Linked DNA regions of Mus musculus: all the other regions are linked to region 2. Evidence: chromatin contacts called from public ChIA-PET and promoter capture Hi-C data. All regions are on one chromosome and are shown on one strand. Each heading gives the region's core, a stretch centred on a gene start, on an enhancer-like site or on the middle of the called end of the contact. The rest is flanking DNA. Distances are from core to core; before and after follow the strand shown.

Region 1 (6,099 bases), core at 1,211-3,710, 500 kb after region 2:
CACAGAGAAACCCTGTCTCGAAAAACAAATGGAGGAGGAGGAGGAGGAGGGAGGAGAGGAGGAGGAGCAGGAAAAGAAATAAGGATCTAATCCTCGCTCTTAGTTTTCCTAACGGTTTACGTGCACTTTGTGTGCTTCACTCCATCCACTGCAAAGCCAAAGGGAAATGGGTGTCCCCAAAATAGGCTGACAACACGGAGAAGCCTGGAAAGGATAAGGACAAAAAAGAAAAAAAAAAAAAAAAGAAGAAGGAAATAAGAGGGCCAGGTATGGTGGTTAACACCTTTAATACCAGCACTTGGTGGCAGAGGCAGGCAAATCTCTACAAGTTCAAGGTTAGCCTGGTCTACATGTGGTATTCCAAGCTAGCCAATGCTGGGCTACATAGAAAGACTCGGTGTCAAAAAGAAAGTGAGAGAGAGAGAGATGGAGGGTGATATTCTTTATTTCTAAGACTGAGTTCTTTCTCAAGGCCATGAGGCTACATTTATACACCCAGCCTCACTCAACCCAGCAGTACAGGGAAAGCCCAAATACACTCCGCCAGACATGGCTCTGTATTGGCTTTAGGGCTTCAAGGTCTTGAAATATCCTTGTGCACTCAGACCTTTTTCTTAAACACTTGGTATGTAGCCCTGGCCTTCCAGAAACTGTTTATGTAGACTAGACTGGCCTTGAACTCACAGAGATCTGTTTGCTTCCTCCACCCTCACCCCCACAGTGGCCTTTGGACATGAAGGGTCATTTCCTTTGTCCCCAAGGAAATCTGCAAGGCCATCACCTGCCTGCCACATTTCATTTGTCTCACACACTGGGGCTTCATTTCATTACCCATGGAAATTCAGCTTCATTGATATGAAGGGGCTAATTACTACAAGAGACATAATTACAAGACAGGAAATGGATTTACAGCTGCTTTTGGGGGAGGGGGAGCTGCAGCAGACACTGGCTGCTCTGCCCTTCTGCCTTGAGGGCTAACGCAGGCCACTGCACCCAGGATGGACAGTCTCAATTTACCAGAGTGTGCTCCTACAGAAGTCAGGGTTCTACAGAGCTCTGGAAACAGTTTCGTTTTCCCTCTCAAGTTATACCACCACTGTTGATGTGTTTTCAATAAGATCCTCTGACATAGTAAAAAAAAAAAAAAAAAAAAAATCATACTGAAGTGGGCAGGGCATTTAGTTCACGAGTAATGTGCTGGATTCTATCTGTCCCCAGAACTACCAACATAGTGTCTTCCACAGCATGTGAAAGCTCACACCTTTAATCCCAGCACTTGTCAGGCAGATCTCTGTGAGGCCAGCCTGATCTATATAACAGGTTTCAGGTCTGCCTGGGCTATATAGTGAGAAACAGTCTCCAAAAACAAAACAAACAAAAAATAAATAAAATTTGAGAATGTAGTCTTAATCGGTAACATTTAAAGAGGAAGATAACCGTGTGCTACAAGTGGCCAAATGAGAAATGTAGAAGTTGTGGGGTACTGCTTTTCTTGGGGGCTAAAGAACGCTAAGATTGAGAAATCCATGTCTGGTACATCGTCTAATGCATATACCTCTCTTTGGAATCCCTATGGCTTAGGGTGTTTTTTCCCACTTTACAAAAGTCTTAATTCATACAGATATATAAAGACATAAATGAAAATGAAAGATTCCTCAAAACAAATTAGTAATAGCTAAAGGTCATGAGCTGGGTGATGGTAGCAGGATGGGGGGGGGGGTGGGGGGGTGGGCAGCAGTGCATGTCTTTAATCCTAAGAGACAGGTAGATCTCCTGATTTGGAGACCAGCCTGGTCTGCAGATCAAGTTCCAGGACAGCCAAGGCTACAATAGAAAACCCCTGTCCTGATGTCCTGATGTATCTATCTTCCTTCCTTCCTTCCTTCCTTCCTTTCTTTCTTTCTTTCTTTCTTTCTTTCTTTCTTTCTTTCTTTCTTTCCTTCCTTCCTTTCTTTTTCAATTAAAACAAAATATCGCTGAGTGTGGTGTTGCACACCTGGGATAAGAGGATCAAGAGTACAAGGCCAGTCTGGGTTAAATGTAGAAAACCTGACTCAGAAAAATAATCATCAAAGCCAAACTTATGGAGCATATTTGATCTGCCTACATCACTCGTTCATTTTTCACAAGAGCTCCATGAGGAGGGGACAGCCAACCACCCCAACTTGCACCTAAGGAATGAGATGTAGAGGATCAACCAAAGCCCCCAGGGTCACAGAGGCAAATGCCAGGGTGAGAGTTGACTCTCATCCTTTCCATAGCCTGGATTCTCAGGAACAGTGAAAAAGCCCCTTAAATCAAAAGTAGTATCTTCTCAGATGTCTTAAAAATAGCACTCCTCGTCTCCACCAAGCTGCTCCTGAGTGCCTATCTTTTAATATAGGAGGAAAAGCCGAGCAGGGTGGGCGTGGCGGCAGGACGGGTGGGGGCGTGGCCGCTTGACGGCACGCCCCCTCCGCGAGGACCCCCGGAGCCGGCCTCGGCGCGCCGGAGCGTTTCTCCTTCCGGGGCGGCCTGCTGGGCCTCATGGAGGCTGTTCGGCCAGACAGCTGCGAAAGCGGGCCGGCGGCGCCGCGAGCCGAGGAGAGGCCGGCTCCCGAGGCGAGGGTGCACTTCCGAGTAACCCGGTTTATCATGGAGGCAGGCGTCAAGCTAGGCATGCAGTCCATCCCCATCGCCACCGCTTGCACCATTTACCATAAGTTCTTCTGCGAGATCAACCTGGACGCATATGACCTCTACCTGGTCGCCATGTCTTCCATTTACTTGGCCGGCAAAGTGGAGGAGCAACACTTGCGTACTCGTGACATCATCAACGTGTCGCACAGGTACTTTAACCCGGGCAGTGAGCCATTGGAGCTGGATTCCCGCTTCTGGGAGCTACGAGACAGCATTGTACAATGTGAGCTTCTTATGCTACGAGTTCTGCGCTTCCAAGTCTCTTTCCAGCATCCACACAAGTACCTGCTGCACTACTTGATTTCCCTCAAGAACTGGCTGAATCGTTACAGCTGGCAACGAACCCCCATCTCAGTTACAGCTTGGGCTCTGCTACGAGATAGCTACCACGGGGGGCTATGCCTCCGCTTCCAGGCTCAGCACCTAGCCGTGGCTGTGCTCTACCTGGCCCTGCAGGTCTATGGAGTCGAGGTGCCTGCAGAGGGTGAGGCCGAGAAGCCTTGGTGGCAGGTATTTAGTGATGACCTTACCAAGCCAATCATTGACAATATTGTGTCTGATCTCATTCAGATTTATACTATGGATACAGAGATCCCCTAAGGCCCTGGCCGAGGCCGGACCTAAGACCAGGATGATCGGAGGCCTGGGGTATCGTTCCACCAAGTTGCTGTGATGGCGTGTCTCCACTCGGAGGACTGGTTGTGCTGGCAGAGGATGTCATTGGTGACTGCAATGACATGCTGTCATTTTGTCCCCAGCAGCCCTTGTTCAAATAATGCTAAGAGCTTCCATGTGGGCAGGACATATAGAGCTTTCTAGAATTGGCTGCATCAGCTTTTGCCCTTTGAGAAGATGCTGCATTTGAGGCATGGACCATTGCAGGTCGCCAACAGGAAAGTTAAAGAATAGAACTGCACCCTTAGGGGAAGTATGAATGTGTAACATAGAATCTTATTTTGTATAATAAAAATTATGCAAATAAAATATAGGAAAGGTTTAACGCACCAGAGTCTGCCTTATGGTATTTCTAAGTTACAGTAGGAGAGATACTGGAAACTGATCAATATTGGGGAAATGGTTAGTGAAGCATGGTACATCCATACAATGGAGTATTTATTATTCAACCACTAAAACATATTTGTAAGGGGTTTATGACAATGTGGGTAAAGGTTCATATTAGGCAGCATAGAAGATAACAAGGTTATAGATGCACTATAATTTCTACAAAAAAGAAGTATACAAAGATAGGCAAAGTATGAGTTGGGGAATGTTAAACGTATGATAACGGCTGTAAGAATTTCTGTCTTTCAGCTCTCTGGATTCTTACCCATCATCTCATGATAATGGACCTTTATGGTGAGATCTTGCTTATCGTTGTGGGTATCCATTTAAAAGGACAATCATCATACTTCATTATCCCCAGAAGTTCCCACATAGTGGACTTCCCTAAATCATAAGACAGTTGTGTTAGAGCTGCCTCCTTTGTCCTGGCTGTTAGCATCCGGAAGAGTGACCAGCCTCTTGAAGGTCAAGGGGGAAAGGCTGAGCACGCTGAGGGCAGGAGGATCCTGAGTTCCAGACCAGCCTTGGCTACGGAGTGAGACCCTATCTCAAATTTAACAAACAAATGTGAGCAAGGAAAGGAGGTGTTGGGACTCCACGGACCCAGGAGTCATTTAACCCTTCATGCTCTCAACAGACTTTCCCCTACGCGTGTCAGGCACCAATAAAAACACAGCAGATGCTTAGACCTGCCTATCACATCAGGAAATAGGAGAAAGAGATTAGGCATGTAGCTCAATTAGTAGAATGCTCGCTTAGCATGCATGCTAGCATGCATGAGATCCTGGGTTTGGTACCTACCACTGCATAAACCAGCTTGGTGGTATAGTGCATGTACCTGCAATCCCAGCAGTCAGGTGGAGGCAGGAGGATCAGATTTTCAATGTCAGTTTAAAATTATACTGGGCTACGTAAAACTCTGCCTTAGAAAGGGAGAATGCTGGTGGCTCACACCTCTAATCCCAGCACTTGGAAGGCAGAGGTAGTTGGATCTCTGTGAGATCAAGGCCAGCCTGATCTACAGGACAGCTAGGGATACCCAGAGAAACCCTGCCTCAAACCAAAAAAGGAAGAATGAAAGAAAAATAGGAAGGTGAGGTCAAACTCATAGTTGAGGTAATGTTATGAGTTGGGAAATTAACTGGAGATGGAGTCATCCCACACTTTAAAATGAAGGAGAGGGACAGCTGGGGAATATGACTTGTTTTTGCTGGTCTGTGATGGCAACCTCTGTAATAATGGCCCTTCTGCAGTGTGGAATATGGTGGAATGTCGTGGAATGATGGGAACTGTAGCTTGTCTTCCAGGTTTGTTCCCAGGCATTCACAAACCTTCAAACACCTGGCCCATCAGGTGGTTGGCTAACTTGTTTGTGGAGAAGCAGCAGGCAGCTCCTTTATTGGTATTCCCTGACCCACTCTCCAGGGACTTCCATGCCAGGGTAAAAGCACTAGGTAAATAAACATGGACTCTACCTCTATCCCCCATGTAGAAGCAGATCTCCAAGTTACTCTGATTTTCATACAAGGCCTCCAGGAGCGGAGCTTTGAGGCAGAAATAGGAGAATGACAGAAAAGGATCACAGCCTTGCTTGGGAAAAGCTCAGCCTGACTTTGGAGCCACACGGGGTTAGGCCACTGCTTCCAAAGGCCTTTCAGACGAGAGTCCTAGCTCAAGGCTATTCAGGCAGTGTGCCCACCTCAGTGACAGTGAGCCTGTGAGAGAGTGGTATTTTAGCTTCTCACACTCACCTCCTCTTAAGGTAACAAGGTCTACTTTGTCCGACACCTGAGCAGTAGAGGGGCTCTGCAGGCTTAGGGGTGCAGCTGGGACTCCAGAGATATATTGCTACAGATCCTGGGCCTTAGGATGAGAGAAGCCCTGGAAGGAAACAAAAATCAGAGCTCCGTGATGCCCACAATGCACGCTGGGCCAGAGTAGGATTTCCCTGAGGTAAACGGCCACTTACACTGCTCGGGCCTAGGAGGATGGAGTTATGAGAAAGGAGCAAAACCAGAAGGCACATCTCTGGGAGAATCAGGGAATTGGTAACACCTGGGCTCTGGGGCCAGAAGAAAATGGATTTTGACCAAGTGTTATTAATCTCCCAGTAAGTTTTACAGCAAGAATCTAGGGAACCCGACCGGGCATGGTGGCTCATGCTTTTAATCCCAGAAATCCAGAGGCAGAGGCAGGTGGATCTCTGAGTCGGGGGTCAGCCTGGTCTACAGAGCAAATTCCAGGAATCCAGGACTGCACAGAGAAACCCTGTTTCCAAAGCAAAGAAACAAACAAAAATGTAAGGAACCACATTCTTTGATAGGAACAAGGTATGCTCTGGTCCTAGACGTTAGAGGG
Region 2 (6,007 bases), core at 1,826-4,325:
TCCCTGGGCCCAACATATACAAACTACTACACTATATTCCCTAATATGTTTCTCTGTTGCTGTGACCAACACTGCCCAACAGCAACTTGGGGAGGAAAGGGTTTGTTCTGTTTACAGGGTTCAGTACATCATGGAAAACAGCCAGGGCAGAAACTCTGCAGGGTAGAAACCAAAGCAGAAACTATGGAGGAATACTGCTTGTTTGGGGCTTTTGTTTTTCTTATAAAACCCAGAACCACCTGCCCAGGAGTGGCACTGCCCACAATAGGCTGAGCCCTCTCACTTGTATCACTAATCAAGAAAATGGCCATAGACATGTTCCCGGGCCAATCGGATGGAGACAGCACCTCAACTGAGGCTCCCTATTTCTGAGTGAGTGCAGTTTGTGTCAAACTGGCCAAAGGCAAAGCCACACAGCACACAGCTACACAGAGCAATGCTTCCGAATAACTTCAGAATGAGATTAAGTGAATGAATGTGTAGTGATTGAGTTTTTAATTTTATTTGTGTAGCTGAGTGTATGTGTGTCTATCCTATGTGTGCAGCACCTGAGGTGGTAAGAAGTCCCCTAGAACTGGATTTATGGACAGTTGTGAGCCATCTGTGGGTACTGGGAATTGAACCCGGATCTTCTGGAAGAACAGCCAGTGCTCTTAACCACTAAGATACCTCTCTAAGCCCTAGCTTTGTCTTTTTAATTCACTCCACCCCTTGCCCAGGGAATGATGTTGCCCAAATTTAGGGTGAGTCTTCCTACCCCAAAATCTAGACCCTTTCTCATGGACATGTCCAGAAGTTTGTCTCCTAGATGATTTTAGAGCCTGTTATATTAACCATGTTGACCTTCCCAATGGCAAGTGAGCTCCTCGCTTTGTCACGAATGTTAAATGGTTAATTAATGAAGCACTGATGCACCCCAATGCCCACAACGTAACATGACCCTACAAATATTAGGTATAATCACCAATGGGCACACAAATGAGACAATTATTTTTCATTTTACTGGTCACACTTTGTAGTTAAGAAAATCTTCAAGGCATCTATAGGCTACTCACATTAAGTGGGAGTTAAACAATTCTGTGAAAAAGTCCTTCAAATACTTCACAAGCAAAATAATGAAAAGAAAGGTAAGAAAATATAACTCACAAGCAGGCTCTCAAGAATGGTTATTTTCCATGGATTTCTATGGTGTAGTGTAATTAGTTGGGAGTTACAGCAGTTAGCCAAAAAATATTAACAGGGTGCTCACTTGGGCAATGTCTGTACTAAACAACAGTGTCAGCTCAGCAGTGGTGACACACACCTTTAATCCCAGTGCTTGGGAGGCAGAGGCAGGCAAATCTCTTGGAGTTCAAGGCCAACCTGGTCTACAGAGCTATTCCAAGACAGCTGGGGCTACACAAAGAAACCCTGTCTCAAAAAACCAAACCAAACCAACAACCAAACAAATCAGCATAACTCCCGAGCAAGGCTGACTCACGAATTCCTGAAGCCTTCCAGATTGTTTGAAGATAAGAGTCTTGGAGCCAGGTTGGCCTCATACTTGCTATATAGCAGAAGTGATCTTAAGTTCTTGATTCTTGTGCCTTTGCTTGCCAAGAGCTGGGCTTTCGAGCATGTACCATTTGCTTTAGGTTTCTGAGGAACTGGAGCTGGACTCCATGGTTCCTGTATACTAGACAAATATTTTACTAACTGAGCTATACCCCCCTCCTCCAGCCCTGCAAGTTTGTGAAATCTGCATATTTTTGTATGAAAACTCAAAAAAAAAATAGCTGGGAAGATGGCTCAGAGGTGAAAATGCAAACCTGACCGTTCGAAAGCCCAGAACCCAGGTTAAAGCAGAAGGCAGGAGATTACAGACTACTACTCTACAATCCCTTCACTCTAACAGGGCTGTCAGGGAGTCGGGAAGTTACAGGGCCAGCTAGCATGGTATACAAGCACTGAAATCATGAGAGACCCTGTCTCAGGAAAGGTGGGAGGTGAGGACTCATATCCTAGGATGTCATCTGACCTCTGAATGCCTGCATTCACACAGAAGCATTTAAGACACATGAACTCTCAAAAAAAAAAAAAGACTCAAAAACATGCACATATCTCATACACACATAATAAATAAATAAGCTAAAAACATTAGGGGACAATAATGGTCTGTATTTGACAAGATTGAATTTTCTTTTTCCTTCTACTGTTCGTCAGGCAGCACCATTGCCGTGCATGAAGTTCTGGACAAACATATTGTCAAGCAGTAACCAAGTAATTTTTTTTAAAGAAGGGGATGATTTATTTCTATTAATCATCATGATCTTAAGAATTTCTACCTTGGGCAAAGGGACATGCACACAGTACATGCACTACCTATGGTGTTTGAGATCTAAAGTTATGCTGGGCAATTCTGTCTTCCAGGAGTATCTGAGAAAATCTAAGCCGTTATCTGTTATCCTTTGGAAGAAAGAGTCCCGCAAGGGCCACTAAAATGCAATGACATCATTTATAGATGGTACTTAGATTGAGATGTGGGGCACACCCAAACAATGATGTGGAATAGCTAGCTGCTTCCTAGAGACCTCAACTTCTGTGGAAGAAGGGCAGATTCTGAGGTAGAGGTCATATTGGCCAGCTCTTCAGGAGACCTGACTTTAGGGACCAATTAGAACAGAGGCAGTCTTGGGGAGGCCTCAGAGGTGCCCATCACCCTGGGTCTCCTTCATCAACTGAGTCTTTCCTAAAACCAGTTTGTTCTGTCCTGACCAATTGGACACCACTATGCTAGTTTCCATCATATCTTTCTTCAGCGCAACCTTCACTTCCCAGGTACTAAGGAGCCAGAGACGTAGCTAAAAGGGATTAAGCACGTGAAACGTCTACTTTGCCCTTTCCGGTTCGGTCACGTGCATTATATAATCCCGGGCTTGCCCTTGGCAATGAGCCTTCGACTTCGAAAATGCCCGCAGGTCGCGCTTTGAGGGCTCACGCCCGTCCGTGAATCCAGACCATCACGTCCCCTGCGTCGAGGGGCGGGGCCTGATGGTCTGACGTCACCCACTACACCCCGCCTCCCAGATATTATCAGTGCCGCCCGCCATCTTGTCTCAGTGTCTGGTTTGGCGGCGGAAGCATTGGCGGGCTGTGTGAGTCTGTGAGTGGAAGGCGCGCCGGCTCTTTTGTCTGAGTGTGACCCGGTGGCTTTGTTCCAGGCATTCCGGTGATTTCCTCCGGGCAGTCCGCAGAAGCCGCAGCGGCCGCCCGCGCTCTCTCTGCAGTCTCCACACCCGGGAGAGCCTGAGCCCGCGTCACGCCCCTCAGCCCCCGCTGAGTCCCTTCTCTGTTGTCGCGTCCGAATCGAGTTCCCGGAATCAGACGGTGCCCCATAGATGGCCAGCTTTCCCCCGAGGGTTAACGAGAAAGAGATCGGTGAGGCTCGGGATGGAGGGGGAGCGCGGGGTCTACCGGCAGAGCGTGAAGGGGCTGGCTCCGGGGCCCGGGGGGAAAACGGGGGTGGGGGATGGGAGAACGGGGAAGTCCGATGCCAAGGCCCACGAGCGCGGGGGACCGGATGCCCGGGCTCCGGAGAAATGGAGAGGAGCAAGGACTGACGCTGCGTGGCGGGAGGAAGCGGTCCCGCGATGGGCGTCGGCCGGGAGTGAATGGACCCAGAGCGGGCCTCCCGAGTTTGCTCAGCGCCGGGCAAACCCTAGTGACACCATCACAGCTGGGGTGCGGATCGGACGTCCTGGGATTCTCCCGGCTGTGTCTTGGATATCGAATGGACCTGGAGAGTTACTAGCATAGGCTAAGTGGTCTATCCTAGGCTCTCTTTGGTGGGAAGAAGTTGTGAACTTTTGTGTTTTTTGAGGCGCAGCAGGAACAGCAGCATCTGTATGTCCGGTACTCTATTGAGAAAGGGACCTGGAGAGGTGTCAGCGGCGTAGAAAAAAAAGTTTTAGTGTTTTTTAAAGGATGGCGTTATGAAAGTGAAGGGTTCTAAGGAGGGAATATGTTGCCCACCTACACGGGGGGGTGGGGGTGGAAGGAGCCGTGAGAATAGGTGGAATGGCTGAAGGAGGGCTATTGTACAGAGGATGTAGCCGTGGCTAGACCTGTCACGCGTCTGGCTGAAGCCTGGACAATGGGGAGTGGAAGGGCGTGGGCCAGACCTGCCCGTTGGCCCCTTTAAAGCACTTAGCATTATTTAAATTCTCTCAAAGGAGTCACCTTTGAGCCCATTGGATGACATTCGTTGAACAAAATTATCGTCAGTAGACACTGACTTTACAGTTTTGTCAATTGGATTTTCATGTCCATGCTAAAGGTAGGGGCAGGACTCCATGAGTGTGTGAAGAGTTCCAGGTCAGGCTATAACTGAGCTACTACCCTCTTTAACAAGGCACTGTCACACTTCCTTTCTGGTCGTGAAATCGGAGGATGGAATGTGAGGAAGAACTTGAATCTGGTTAGCCTTGTTCAGTGATGACTCATGATGTAAGTGCTATGCAGATAGGTTGGGTTTTAGGGCTGGTTCCCACCCACTGCCCCATTACTTTTTTTTTTCCCCAAAGCACTTTAGAGAAAAACCTTGAGGTTGATAATATTTTACTAGTCAGTACTTGAGTATTTAAAGCAGCTAATTAAAGTATAAAAATCGTTTGTGTCTGTTAGCTAACAAGGAAACGTGAAGGCACTTAGAAAAATGCTGACTATGTAACAATTAGAATGTCTTACATTTGAAGATGAGTTAGTGAATTGTTTCTTGGGGTTTGGTGTTTGAACCAGCCACATCTCTATCTCATTAACACTTTATAAAGAAAAGTAGCCAAATGAGTGTACCCAAGACTAGTTTTTAAAAGTAACCTTAAAGTACAGATATAAATCTCTGGGAAATAAAGTATTCTTCTTAGATCAACTTGGGAGCATTCTCTTTTAAAGCGAATGTTTCCATTGCCTTCTTTTAAAAAGTAGAATTTTAAAACTTGTTTTCCTTATTTGTGAATGAAGTCCTTCCTAAAATTCATTTTGACCAATAGATGAAAGTTAAGCAGGAATCCCAGTTTGGGGGGCTGAGTATGAGAAGAACCCCAGTGAAAGGACCGTGTAAGAGTATATGTAGGCTTGGAGAAATGCAGGAAGCCTGCAGCAATGTGCTCCTTCTGAGGTTTCGCATTGAAAATGCATTCTGCTGGCATTGAGGCTCACCTACTCATGAGTCTTATATCAGACTCATGTGACTGCCAGTAACAGGAATGTGAGCTTATTCTATGTTGCTCCCTTTTGAAGAAGTGGGGGTTCTCTATCACTTTGGTTAAACCACACCAGGAAGTAGTCTCCAGTTCTGGGTATCACCTTTTTAAGGGTTACTACTAATGGGAATGTATTCCAGGAAAATGTAAAAATTAAGGTAGGAAAAGATAGAAAATTGACTCAAAACTTTATAATCTGAAGACTGATGGAAAGAACTAGAACTATTGTATCCTAGAGAAGACTCCTATATAGGTGTCATATGAGGTCATGAGGTCAAGATTGTTCTCAGATCAGATTCCGCTCAATAGGTGGGTGGGGTAGAAGGAAGATTTTGAATTCTTTTGTTTTTTGTTTTATTTTTTCTTTGTTCTCCTTAAGGCAGAATTTCTCTGTGTAACCCGGGAACTCTGTAGAGCAGGCTGGCCTCAAACTCAAGAGATTCTTGTCTGCCTCTGCCAACTGAGTGATGGGATTAGGATTAAAGGCGTGTGCCACTACCATTCAGCAGATTTGAGTATCTAAAAAAGAAAACATTGTTTAAGCAAAATAGTTTTATCTTAGTGATGGGTGTTAGGATATTTTCATACAAGAAGGAAAATTTTAAAATAATGTAGGAGTTCTGAGTTGGAGCCTGGCCTGGTCTACAGAATGAGTTCCAGGACAGCCAGGGCTACACAGGGAAACCCTGTCTCGGAAAACAAAAATTGCGTGTATTATGTGTGAAGAATAGTAAAAGTGTGTTCTCCCCTTGTGCCATGTGGCTACT
Region 3 (6,185 bases), core at 740-3,239, 420 kb before region 2:
GCTTCAGGAAGGCAGTATCCTCAGCAGGCAGTATGGCTCTTTGTGGCCCCATCTAGCCTCCCAGGGCTCTGTCCCTGAGGGCGCAGAGGTGCGCGCTACATACAGAGTTCTTGTCCTTCTGGGCCACAGGGACTATACTCCCATGAGCCACCCTGGCTTGCTTGTGTCCAAACTCAGGGACACCTTCTTCCCCAACCTTGGGGTCCACGGGGTGATGGAAGATAAAGTAGATATAGTGTGCCCCTGTGTAAACCCAGGGGACCTCTGTGGCTAGGACTGCTGGAGGGCACAGCTCTGGAGCCTGGCAGTTAGTCCTGGTAGACTCAGCTGCTCATTAAGTCCTGTGTTCCTGGACAAGACTCTACCTCCACAAGGCCCTGGGATTTCCCCTAGAGAGCAGGGACTGTCATTTTTGCCTGAGAGGCTGCATGACAAGTACCAGTTGGCAGCTATGAAAGCTTAAAGAAGTCAGACCTGGCGTGGAGAGAGACTGGAGGCTGTCTGCTCAGGGACCAGGTTGTCTCACCTGCCATAGGTCCTTGGCTGGTCAGCTAGCAAGAGCCTGACAGATATATATGGTTGGGCCTGGGGAATAATTCCAAGGACAGGGATTACTGGAGACAGTACTGAGCCCAAGTCCCAGGAAATAGGACCCAGCTACATCCCCGGAGTGCCCCCACCTCCATGTTTCCACTTAGTCTTCTCATCTAGGGATGAACAAAGCCGGCTCTAACTGGAAGTGGTTGCCAGAAGGCACACAGGCTGCCCAGGCAGCCCCTCTTCAGCCTCTCTAAGAGCTGTGTTCCCCCGTCAGAAGGTCCCACGGTCACCCTTTCCTCTGTAAGAAGTTGGAAAGGGCTGAATTCAAGGGCTGCTGAAAAGACCCAGTATCAGTACACGTGCTGGGCTGTCCAAGCCTCAGAGAGGCTCACAAGGGCCCACTGTCCCCGCTGTGCAGGCAGGAGGTACAGCAGGACCCAAACCAAACAGCTTCATTTGGTATTTACCCTCATCCACCTAGGGGGGTGGGGGTGGCAGAGGGGGAATCTCAAGGTCACACACCCTAGGTTTCCTGGCAGCGAAACAAAGATGAACAGAGAACACAGGCGGTACAGAGTGGCTACGTATTTCCATTCCCTACAAGGGCAGAGAGGGTGAAGTGGTGGCCACAGGGAGGTCTACATCCTGACCCTCAGCAGCTAGCACTCCAGGAGCGCATGACTGAGCACGGCCTGAATCAAACTGCACTGCGCCACAGGACCTGGACGACCATCCAAGGAGCATCTAAGGCAGTGTTTCTCAGTCCTCCTGACGCTTAAAACCGTTTAAAACGCAGTTCCTCATGCTGTAGCAACCCCCAACCATAAGGTGATTTTGTTGCTACTTCAGAACTGTAATCTTGCTACTGTTATGGATCAAAATGCAAGCGTCTGTCATTTCTGATGGCCTTAGGTGGCCCCCGTGGAAGGGTCGTTTGGAAACCCAGGAGGTTGCGACCCACAGCTTGAGAACCACTCACTGACTCACTGATCTAAGAGTTTGTTGTGGCCGCTGTCCAGCGGCGTGACCGCTGGATGAGGTGTTTCATCTCTGAGCATCCTCGATGCATACACGTGACCAGGATTGTCAGAGGATCTAATTAAGGACAATGGCTCACTGTCTGAGGACACTGAAAACATGACAGAGAGATGGTGGGCGTTGGGGACATGATCTAGAGTGGGTTCCAGTCGCACTCCACTACATATGAGCACTGTGGCCTGTAGGTTACTGAACTACCCTACCCAGTGCCTCAGTTCCCTCACCTCCACAGCTGAGCTAACCATAACTGGAGTTCAGTGAACTGGCAACTGTTCTAAGTAATTGTTCTTAGAATGCATGGGAAGGGCTTCGTGAGCGATTACTGTCATTAGTAGGTTAAGGGACGGTCTCCAGGGCCACACCTGAGCATTCCGAATTCTATCCAAGCCCGGGGAGGCTTCCCTCTGACTGACCCCTCGGTGATACACTGGGGTGGACAGAGAGGTAGGCTGAGCTCTAGGAGGCCAAGTTAGGTTTTCCTCCCTGCACCAGGGTCCTCTCATGCCCACTGCCTTGGCAGGTCTGCCTGCACATTAGTCACAGCCTGTAATAAGTGTTAAGATGAGATGTTGCCTGGAGAAGGGAGTCCAGGAGGCCCTGAGGTGCGGGCTCATCCACCCCCAGCTCTGGCAACAGGCTCCACTCCGCAGGCGGTGACTTGGAGCCAAAGCGCAGCTCTGTGGGGACAGGGCTGGGTAAAAATAGCCTGGGCGGGCACATCTCAGCTTCCCTTGAAAACCAGGCACCCGTGGGTACACGTGGATCTCCCCACTGTAGGGAAGGGGCTGTAAGTGGGCACAGGCCAACAATGGAATCTCTTGTGTGTGTGGCCAGTCAATACCCTGGAGACATGGAACAGACCAGGGTCATGATGGGTTTTTCCTTTGGGTGGCAGGAACCTCCCCTCGAGGAGGGGCTCCAGGTCCCAACACCCCAAATTCAAAGAGGGTGGGCTAGGACTGCCTACAGTGACACACACCCTCATGACCCCCCCATACTTGGCTGTTTTTTTCACAGAGACATGACGACCATGGTGGCTGTGAAGCAATCCTGACAGTAACTGACTTCCCCTGGGGCTGCCAACCCTGCTATACACACACTGACCGGATGCTTGTCAGTGGCTGCCTGGTGCCAATCAAAGGTCAAAGGTGGGATCAAGTTAAGGTTAGCATCCAAGCAAAAGACCAGAACCTTGACCTACCTCCAAGTCCAAGGGAACCCACAGGAGAACTGGTCACTCTGCTATCTCCATTGCTCTGAGAGTAGCCTTAACCTGTGAGATCGAAGCTCTATGGCCCTGGGCTTCCTATTTTGGTGCAGGAGGCGAAGGTTTAGAAGGCAGGACAGACTACCATGTTTCTTCCCAGACCTACCCCACCTGCACCACGCCAAGAATGGCAGCCAGGGCAGGGTTTGGTCCCTGGGCTCCAAGTCTACTCCTGAACCCCCGATGAGTCTCACCTTAGGTCAAGACAACCCCTCAGCAGGAGCCCTCAGGTGACAATCTCTGTGCAGATATTCCAATGTTAACCTCAGTTGGAACTCAGTTGCAACTCGTCTGAGGACAGGGCCGGGGAGGGGGGAAGGGCGCCGCAGCAACAATAGATGCTTCCTCTTTGGTTTCAAGTCATGCCGGGATTTCTCAGGCCTCTAGTGCTATTTACACAGACCATGGGCACACAGACCTAGCCAACCACTGCCTGTGGAAGCCCACACAGCTTTTCATCCCAACTTCAACTGCCTCCCAGGTCCCACACCGGTCTTAACTCCCACCTGCTGACAGGAAATGGCAGAGATTAGGTGAAGATAGCACACTGTAGCTCCCAGAAAAACTTAGAAAGGAGACATCAAACAGCCCAGAGCAGAGCCGAGATCTGTTCCAAAAGGTCTGGAGGCATGAGCAGTGTTAAGGGATCTAAAGAGCCAAGTCCACAGAGAGGGGCTGGCGTAAGGTACAGCACCAAGAAGGAGGGTCTGAGGTAGACCTGGGCAGCGCAGCTCTGACTGACAAGCATGTCCAACTGCCCAGAAGGCTGCGGCTCAGCCAGTGCCCAAGCTGGAAACCAATCAATACCTAGGCAGACCTTTGACCGAGATTCCTGTGCCTTTGACCAAGGGCCTACTGACAGAGAAGAGAAAGAAGTTGCCCACATTGTTGGCCAGGGCCTGTTTGGTGCTGCCAAGGGACTGGCTGCTGCTCCTGTGTGAGCATGCAGGTGAGCAGGGGCCCTACTGCCAAGCCACACCCCTTACCACCACAGCAACCGAGAGAAAGCTGGCAGGGCCACACAGTCTCAGAAGTACTTCAAGGGGTAGGAGGCACTTAAAAATGACGGAGGACCCACTTACCAAGATGTAGCCCTCCTACGAATTTGTGCATCTTTTACAAGTTTCAAAATACATACAGAAAACTTCAGAGGACTGAGAGCGAGAGTTTCCCTCCTCTGGGGGGGATGGAGCAGGCAATGGTGGATCAGAGGAAAGATAGGTGGGAATACCTCCAACCTGACCGTGCTCACACAGCACACTTCCCAACACCTGCCACGAGAATAAAGCCAGCAGATGAGAGGCTGATGGGACTCTGTATACTTGCACAGTACCAGACACACACACACACACACACACACACACATACATACACACATACACACACACACATACACACACACACATACATACACACACACACACACATACACACACACACACACACACACACACACATACACACACACATACACACACATACATACACACACACACACATACACATACACACACACACACATATACACACACACACATATACACACACACACACACATATACACACACATACACACACACACACACACACACACACTGCAGACCACAGGAAAGCTCAGAAACCCCCTCAAGTCTTTGAGCACTGAGCAGGCTACTGTTCCTTTAACACAGTAATCAGACAGCATCATTAATGGAAAGACAGACACTGGCCGGTGTCCTCCCAAGGGGGCCCACAGCAGGAGGTACCACCAGTTACATGTCACAAAAAATGGACCAACCCCCAAACAAACGAACACCATGCCTTCTGTGAGACAACTGGCCTGTTGAACCACAACAAAAGGTCCCTGTGGCTCACACCTATACTCACAGCACACGGGAGACTAAGGGAAGGGAAGCGCTGAGAGACTGAGGCCAGCCTGGGCTACAGTGAAACCTTGCCTAAAATCACATAAAGGAATGCCATGCAACTAGATTAAGGGGGGTTTCTAGATCAGTGCCCTCCAACTTCAGTGTTATTTCATGTCACACGGTGGGGAATTAAACTGGGACGGGATCTGGAAATGTGTGTTTCCAAGTTGAAAGGGGTTAAAGAACATTTCTAGCAGGGTCAGGCAAGTCACTGAATTTGAGGCCAGCCAGGTCTACAAACCTACTTCCTGGGACAGCTAGGACTACGCAGGGAAACTTTGTCTTGAAGAACCAGATAAAAGTGACATAAACAAGCAAAGCACCCTTAAAGCAAAACCCTTCAGGGTCAGAACCCCAGAAACACCAGGCCTGGAGAACCAAGCACCCCACAAGACCACAAGGGGGCAGGCAGGAGAGCTGCTGACGAGGCAGTGATAGCTAAACCGCCCCCCAATTCCAAATGGTGCATTTGGTCAGGAGCCCTCGCTGAGGGTGGGCCTGGGAATGGAAGTGGGCTAGCTCCCTCCAGTGAGTTCTCCTGGGATCTTAGGCTCTGTGCTCCCTCAGTTTGCTCCTCCCTTTGGAGGAAGGCTCCCACAGCCCTTCAGTGATGTATGTAAATTTATATGTAAAACTCTCAGCACCTGGCACCTAAGAATTCGTTGTTGTGTTTGAGTAAGGGCTTTTTAAAGAAACAACTGAATAGAAACAAGACCTTCAGGGTGAGCTCCGTCCAATGTGGCTGGTGTCCTTACAAACATGGTGATGCACACCTGTAAGCCCAGCACCCTGCAGGCAGAGGCAGGAGCGCCAGGGACTCCAAGCCATCCATGAGAGAGAGCTACATAGCAAGTTTGAGGCCAGCCTGGGCTACATGAGACTCTTTCATAAAACAAACAAACAAACAACTCAGAAGAGAAATGAGGGTGTCTGTTGGGGGGTGGGGGAGACTAAGGATAGAGACTTTATAAGAAACCCTCCTGATAGCACCCTGCTCTCAAATGAAGCTTCCAGAACCCCGAGGAAATCTATGTCAACCACTAGGTCTGAATTACTTTGATGTGATAGTCCCAACAACTAAAGGCCTTCCCTTTGCTTCAGGGGAGGCCCATAGGGATCCCCAATCGGTGGATGTTTCCACCCAGACTCCCCACATGTGCACACCAAATCCGCACAGGTGCCCATACACACAACAACAACAATTCCATGGATATTAAAAACTGACAGTGTGGAGGCCAGGTATGGTGGTGCACACCTTTAATCCCAGTGCTCGGAAGGCAGAGGCAGGTGGATTCCTTGAGTTCCAGGCCAGCCTGCTATACAGACTGATTTACAGGACAGCCAGGGCTACACAGTAAAACCTTGTCTTGGAGGGAAAAAAATTGCAAGTGCAGTCAGACAGTGCAACAGCAAAGGTGGTTTTGTTTGTTCAC
Region 4 (5,941 bases), core at 2,012-4,511, 270 kb after region 2:
CAAAGTAAAAAACAGCCTATGTCCAGAGACTGAGCTATCGCTTACTTGATTGAGTACTTGCTTAGGGAGCAGGAAGCCCTGGGTTTTGATTCCCTAAAACACACACAACCCTCAACACTCATCGGACAGGGGCAGGAGGATCAGGAGTTCAAGGTTATCCTGAGTTCATTGAGAGTTCAAGACCAGTCTGGGCAAGGTGAGGATCTGGTCTAAAAACAAAACAACAAAGCAAAACACCCCCTTAGGTCCACACAAAGGTATGTACAAGATATTGTGACATTTTGTTGGGCATGAGGCACATGATTTTAATTACAAACTCACTGGCACAAGAAGTAGTTAGATCTCTGTGAGTTCAAGGCCAGACTGTTCTACGGAGAGAGTTCTAGGACAGCCAGGGCTAAAGAGTGAAACCCTGTCCTTAACGGAGGAAGAAGGCAGAGGAGGAGGAAAAAGAGGGAGAAGAAGAGGAGGAGAAAGAGGAGGAAGAAGTAGAAGACGAAATTAAGAAATTCACAACAGCTTTAAACATAACATCCACAAATGGAATGAATCCCAATGTCCATCAAATGCAAGTATCACCCCTAAATGACTTGTTTTCCTGAACTCAGCTGGGCCCATGTCCTTCAAGGCTCTCGGAGATTTTTTTTCCTTTTAGCTGTGATTTGTTGAGGTACTCTCTGCCTAGAAGGAAACATGCTGATGCTAGTTCAATAGAAGAATGTTATGTAGCTAGCAGGAACCATCTCCCAGACCACGATCCGGAGCATGTACCGCCATCAGAAGTCTGTGCCTCTCTCAGGCAGCAGCCCCAGTGGCAAGCTGTTGCTGGATTGGATGTGCATGGCATTGCCACAGTGTAGGCTCGACTATATCTGGCTCTTTCATGTATTCCCCATTCCCAGGGAGCCAAGGGCCCTTCAAATGCACGGAGTTCCCTGATGTCTCTCACGTGACTGTGTATTGCTTCCTTTTTGGAGCTGTGATGCACAGAACTGTTTTGAACAAACAGCCAGGGCTGGGGCACAGGAGAAGGGCCTGGCTGCTGTATTGAAGCTGAAGCACCAGTTCTGGCTGGGTTCTTTTACATCCCAACTTGCAGAGAATGGGGATTCCAGTTGCCCCAAATCCCAACCCGTTGGTAGTTGCCTAGCATGACAAAACTGTCCTTGGTGTCCATGATAGCCAGAGGACTGCGAAGAATTCCCTTTCCACTTTGCTCCAACAGGATAGCCTGCTCTTGAAATCCAGTCAGTTCCTGTTGAGTAAGGCACTTATAACTGGGGCAAAGGTAAAAGGAGGCGCGTGGCCTCTAAGAAAGCATATCTAAGAATTAGTCTTTGCAAGTTTTGGTGTGTCTCGGCTGAGTGTAAGAAGAAATCGTGTTGCAGATAAGTGTCTGACTTCCTCCTTGGAACTGATTTTCCCCTTGGTATCCCTTGGTACCCAGAGGGCCATTCTGTGATACTGTAACAGAATGTTGCAGGCTAACTAATTCATAGAGAACGTAGGCTAACTAGTTCATAGAGAATGTATGTTTCTTTCTCTCTACCCTGGAGGCTGGGAAGCACAAACCAAGATAACCGTCTTATGACTGCATGGTTGAAGGCAGAAGGTAGAAATATAGGCAAGAGGTCAAATCTGCAGCTGCATGTCTTTTGCTAAGCCACACCAGTCCAAGGAAAAGAACCAGTCCCCAAACCGAATCAGCTCCCATGGTGCCGGGTACACTTCCCAACACTGATGCTGTGGGAATAAGTTTGCAGCCCATACTTCTCTGGGAATAACGACCACAGCTTTGTCACAGCAAGCTTGCTCCTAGCTAGCCATAGTGCAATCCCAAAGTCCTGAATGAGTCCAGGTAAGTCTGTTTTCCTGGCTCCCCAGTCCCACCCCCACCCCAAACCTGTCCTGCAATTCTTTGCTTCACTGATTATTTCCCTTAACTCATAACCTAAGCTGCAGGAGCTGGGTTTTGGTTTTGTGTTTTTGTTTAAGGCAGGGAAAGGCTGGTGATGTAGTTCAGTTGGTGGAGTGCATGTCTAGCTCATAGGAAGCCTTAGGTCCTAACCCCGGCACCATCAGGTAGAGGTGAGTCATAGGTATAATCCAAGCACTTGGGAGGTAGAGGCAGGAGGATCAGAAGTTCAAGGTTGGGGCTGGAGAGATGGCTCACTGGTTAAGAGCGCTAATTGCCCGAAAAACAAAAACAAAACAAAACAAAAAACAAAGACAAAAACAAAAAACCAAAAAAAAGAGCACTGACTGTTCTTATGAAGGTCCAAAGTTCAAATCCCAACAACCACATGGTGGCTTACAACCATCTGTAATGACATCTGACATCCTCTACTGGTGTGTCTGAAGACAGCTACAGTGTACTTACATATAAATAAAAAATAAAAATTATTAAAAAAAAGAAGAAGTTCAAGGCCATCCTTGGCTACATACTGGGTTCAAAGCCAGCCTGGTCTACATGAAGAAAAGGAGGAAGTGGGGAGGGAGGAAAGGAGGAGGGAGCAATTATGTATGTTGTAGACTAGGCATGCTGGGAATTCATGATGGGTCATCTCTCCTGGCTTCAAAACTATTTCAAATATTTCCTAGGGTCTCCTCCCTTGTCACTTGGAATATTCTACTGTGTCCAAAGTATGTTTCCTCTTCTTACCCCAAAACAGAGGGACAGAGGGGAGAGACAAGGAGAACAGACAAATTCACAGGCAGATGGCAATGAAGTTCCCAGGGCCCCCACATAGTCCACATTAACAACCTCAGCGGTGGTGTGTTTCTTGCAAAATAGCTCTCCATGGTTAAGCTTTCACACCAGGGAGAGATGCTTCTTGGAAGCCTACAGCATCACAGAGATTTCGGAGTGCCCGTAAGGAGTTGTGTAACCTTGCTCATGCTGCCCCTTGGTCTTTCTGAGCACTGTTTTCTCTGCACATACAAAGGTCTGAGGAAGGTCTTTTCCACGGATGCCCACCCAGAGGACAAATGAAGGCTCAGCTCTGCTAGATGGGGTGAGGAAGCAGGCTCAGAAGCACAGCCACTTCTGGCCGAGGCTGTCGAGGAACGCCTGCTGGCCATGTGACTGGTTCTCTGGGCAGAGCACAGGAAGGGAAAGTCAAGGCAGAGCAGGGAACACCCAGTGTCCACTGGTCCTAGGTCCTCCCACTGAGTCCCACCTCCAGCCCTCCACCCTGACATCAGCTTTCTTTTTCTCTAGACACTTCCCTCAGCCACTGAGCTCCTCCCCTTGAAGAAGTGCCAAATAGCTGTGGTTTCTGTTTCCTAGCTCAGCCCTGCCCTGCGCAGAGTTCTGTCGTCCACCATCGAGTGAGGAAGAGAGCATTGGTTCCCCTGAGATAGAAGAGATGGCTCTCTTCAGTGCCCAGTCTCCATACATTAACCCGGTGAGTTGTGGGATGCAGTTGTGGGGTGATTGAGGAAAAGCTAACGGCCACATCCAGGGGAAGTTGCTCTGGACCTGTGGGGAAACAACGGAGTGGCACAGATAGAGGGTGGGGTGTCCTGCAGACAGCACATAAGGGACAAACATGCCAGGCATGTCAGCTGGGTCATCCTGATGCAGCTCGTGTCTCATGCTAGGCTTGCTGTGCCTCTGAGGACCCAAGGGTGCCACTCACTATGATTTATGAGGTGAATTAACATGTGCCTGTTCCATGCTACCTGGTAGCATCTACAAAGGAAGGAGACGGTTTATATGATGATGTGGATGGGCTTGTTGGGGGTGGGGGGAGGTAGCAGGTAGCAGATATTCACATGACACTTAAAGTGTCTGCCTTAGAGAGGATCTCTGTTCAGCCATTTACAAACTAGGTGATGTCGCACGCGCAGTACTTTCTCCTCTCTGTATCTGTAAAATGGAAATAATACTTAGTCTGTCTCCTGAGGTTAAAACAAGGAGAAAGCAGATAGCACACGTGGGTGTTTAAACAGCACCTGGAACATGGAGGTGTCTTGGGAGTGCACGGGAGGGGAACAGGGAAGCCCTCCCCTCTGTTCTCCAAGGGCCACATCAGAATTCACCCAAGAACACTTCCAGAGTGTGTGCAGACAGGCAAGTAGGGACTGTCTTTTAGTGCAGGGTGCAAAGGGCTGCCTTGGGCTCCTTTTTCCACCCCCTGTCTATAGGTGGTTTTGTTTATACACTAGGAAGCTTAGTAGCCACACTGTAAGTGGAGACACTGAGACTTTGAGAGGTCGAGGCCTTGCCACATGTCCTCAGATGGTGGGTGACAGCGAAGGAAAGTGCTTTTCCCAGAAGAGGGGATGCTCATGGGGAGATGGCAGTAATGGAGACGAAAGTGATGCTCCCAGGAACCTTCTGTAGAGTCGCCGTGTGTGCAGGTGGGAGATAGCAGGGTCTGTAGGTGAGCTGGCTGCCAGAGCCCAGCGTCAGAGCCTGATCTAGCACGGCTCTGGGCTTTGCTTGGGGCTACCAGTGTCCTCAGCCACAGGGTTAAGGCTTCTAACTTGGGACCTGCATGGAAGGTAGATGGGAAAGCTAGAAGGGACTGTCCAGTGTCTCTGTGGGGCCTTCAAGGGCAGGACGTGTCACAGGGGCATGATACACCCACTCTGGTTTCCCACCAGGCAGAGCTGACAACTTGAATTTAGAAAGTAGACTTTTCCCAGCACTAGGGAGGCAGAGGCAGGCGGATTTCTGAGTTCAAGGCCAGCCTGGTCTTGAACAGTGCCCCATCTTTAAAACAATCAGAAAAAAAAAATGAAGGAAAAAGCAATATTTTCAATTATGAAGGGAAATCCTCCCACGGGGGAGGGGAGAGGTTAAACAGGTCTTGGTGGGAGACATGGAGGCTATGTCGCCGTAGCACTGGGATCACAGGTCCTCCTACCTGGCTGGTCTCACTCAGTGACCCACTGACTTCTGCAGCTGTGGGTCACACGTCCACTGAAGTGCTGACGTTGTACAAAAGTCATGTGACTCCTGTCCTGCAGAGGAACAGTATTGTCACAGCCTGAGGGCCATGTCATGGACAGGCTTGGTTGCTGACTCCCATGAGGGTCCAGAAGAAGATGGGACTGGGCAGTATGACTCTCTTGTGTGACCCTGGTGACCAGGGGCCAAGGGCATGTATGTGCTTCCTCATGAAAGGGAGCCTATATCACCTATGACGGAGAACATTGGTTCTAGTGTCTGAACCCCAGGCTTGTCGTTAACCAGCTGTGTAGCTTTGGGCAAGTTACTTAATTTTCTGCACTTCCGTTTCCTCGCCCACAAAGACAGTAAAACCAAAGCTGTTAGGATGCTTGAGGAACTGTCTGGGTCTTTGAACTTCTGGGACGGCTGGGCCTTCTGGCTTGAAAATATGCCAGACACTGCTGGTATCCAGACTGTGTGCCCCAGTAGACCACTGAGCTGACCATACTCTGTCTGTAGGCTCTGCCTTCTGCATGTCCCAACAGGAAAGGGAAGCAAAAGACTTTAGCCTCTGGGTAGAAGATGAGTCTCGGCAGTCCACGCTTCTTCTAGACAAAATGTATTTGTTTGTTTGATTTTGTTTGTTTGTTTGGTTTGTGTGTGTATGTGACAGAGGTCAGAGAACAACTTTGGGAGGCAGACTTTTTCATTCGCCATTTGGGTCCTGAGGGTCTAACTTGCATCATCCGGCTCAGTTACGAGTGCACTTATCTACTGATGCATCTCACCAGAACAGACCTCTTCTTTCCATCTATTTCAGAGCCTGACCCTTCTTATGAGGATACTGGTGATTTTTTAAGGCTGGACTGGGTAATTTAGCAATCTCCCCAAGTCCATGGACTTCAACCTATCAGCACAGTCCCTTTCATCACTTAAATCAACATAGTCCCAGGTTCTGTGCCTTTGCTGGGGGGGAGGGGAGGGTGAGGCGTGCCATACAGACCTTCCCAAAGTCTCTCAGTCCTAAAGTTTATCTATGAA

What was found. Promoter capture Hi-C pulls out the DNA fragments that hold promoters and counts their contacts. ChIA-PET counts read pairs in DNA pulled down with a chosen protein or histone mark.
Region 1: a promoter capture Hi-C map of hippocampal neurons shows a contact between it and region 2, with 2.1 times the contacts expected there. The contact joins the promoter of Ccnq here to the promoter of Wsb1 in region 2.
Region 3: a promoter capture Hi-C map of hippocampal neurons shows a contact between it and region 2, with 2.2 times the contacts expected there. The contact joins the promoter of Rab11fip4os2 here to the promoter of Wsb1 in region 2. A contact is called at or near these places in 2 of 39 promoter capture datasets (hippocampal neurons and pre-B cells), 2 of 115 datasets of contacts at active chromatin or transcription factors (effector CD8 T cells and memory CD8 T cells) and 1 of 9 other capture datasets (liver).
Region 4: a contact with region 2 is called in an RNA polymerase II ChIA-PET map of effector CD8 T cells, with 42 read pairs. The contact joins the promoter of Lgals9 here to the promoter of Wsb1 in region 2. A contact is called at or near these places in 21 of 39 promoter capture datasets (the 3T3-L1 cell line, 3T3-L1-derived adipocytes, the C10 cell line and 12 more), 2 of 484 Hi-C or Micro-C datasets (embryonic stem cells and granulocyte-monocyte progenitors), 19 of 115 datasets of contacts at active chromatin or transcription factors (the SCID.adh cell line, T-cell acute lymphoblastic leukemia, double positive thymocytes and 11 more) and 4 of 9 other capture datasets (adipose tissue, embryonic stem cells, liver and 1 more).

Annotation. Positions count from the first base shown.
Region 1 is chr11:78,748,090-78,754,188 of GRCm38.p6, reverse strand. It overlaps Ccnq (cyclin Q), which reads left to right and starts at 2,460. Exons shown (of 1, transcript NM_197989.1): 1 at 2,460-3,683. The coding sequence starts at 2,527. The coding sequence ends at 3,279.
Region 2 is chr11:79,251,763-79,257,769 of GRCm38.p6, reverse strand. Wsb1 (WD repeat and SOCS box-containing 1) reads left to right here and starts at 3,075. Exons shown (of 9, transcript NM_019653.3): 1 at 3,075-3,417. The coding sequence starts at 3,378.
Region 3 is chr11:79,670,890-79,677,074 of GRCm38.p6, reverse strand. Rab11fip4os2 (RAB11 family interacting protein 4 (class II), opposite strand 2) reads left to right here and starts at 1,989. Exons shown (of 3, transcript NR_045898.2): 1 at 1,989-2,022; 2 at 2,596-2,742. The region is part of intron 3 of Rab11fip4 (RAB11 family interacting protein 4 (class II)); the gene reads right to left.
Region 4 is chr11:78,982,244-78,988,184 of GRCm38.p6, reverse strand. Lgals9 (lectin, galactose binding, soluble 9) reads left to right here and starts at 3,261. Exons shown (of 10, transcript NM_001159301.1): 1 at 3,261-3,407. The coding sequence starts at 3,369.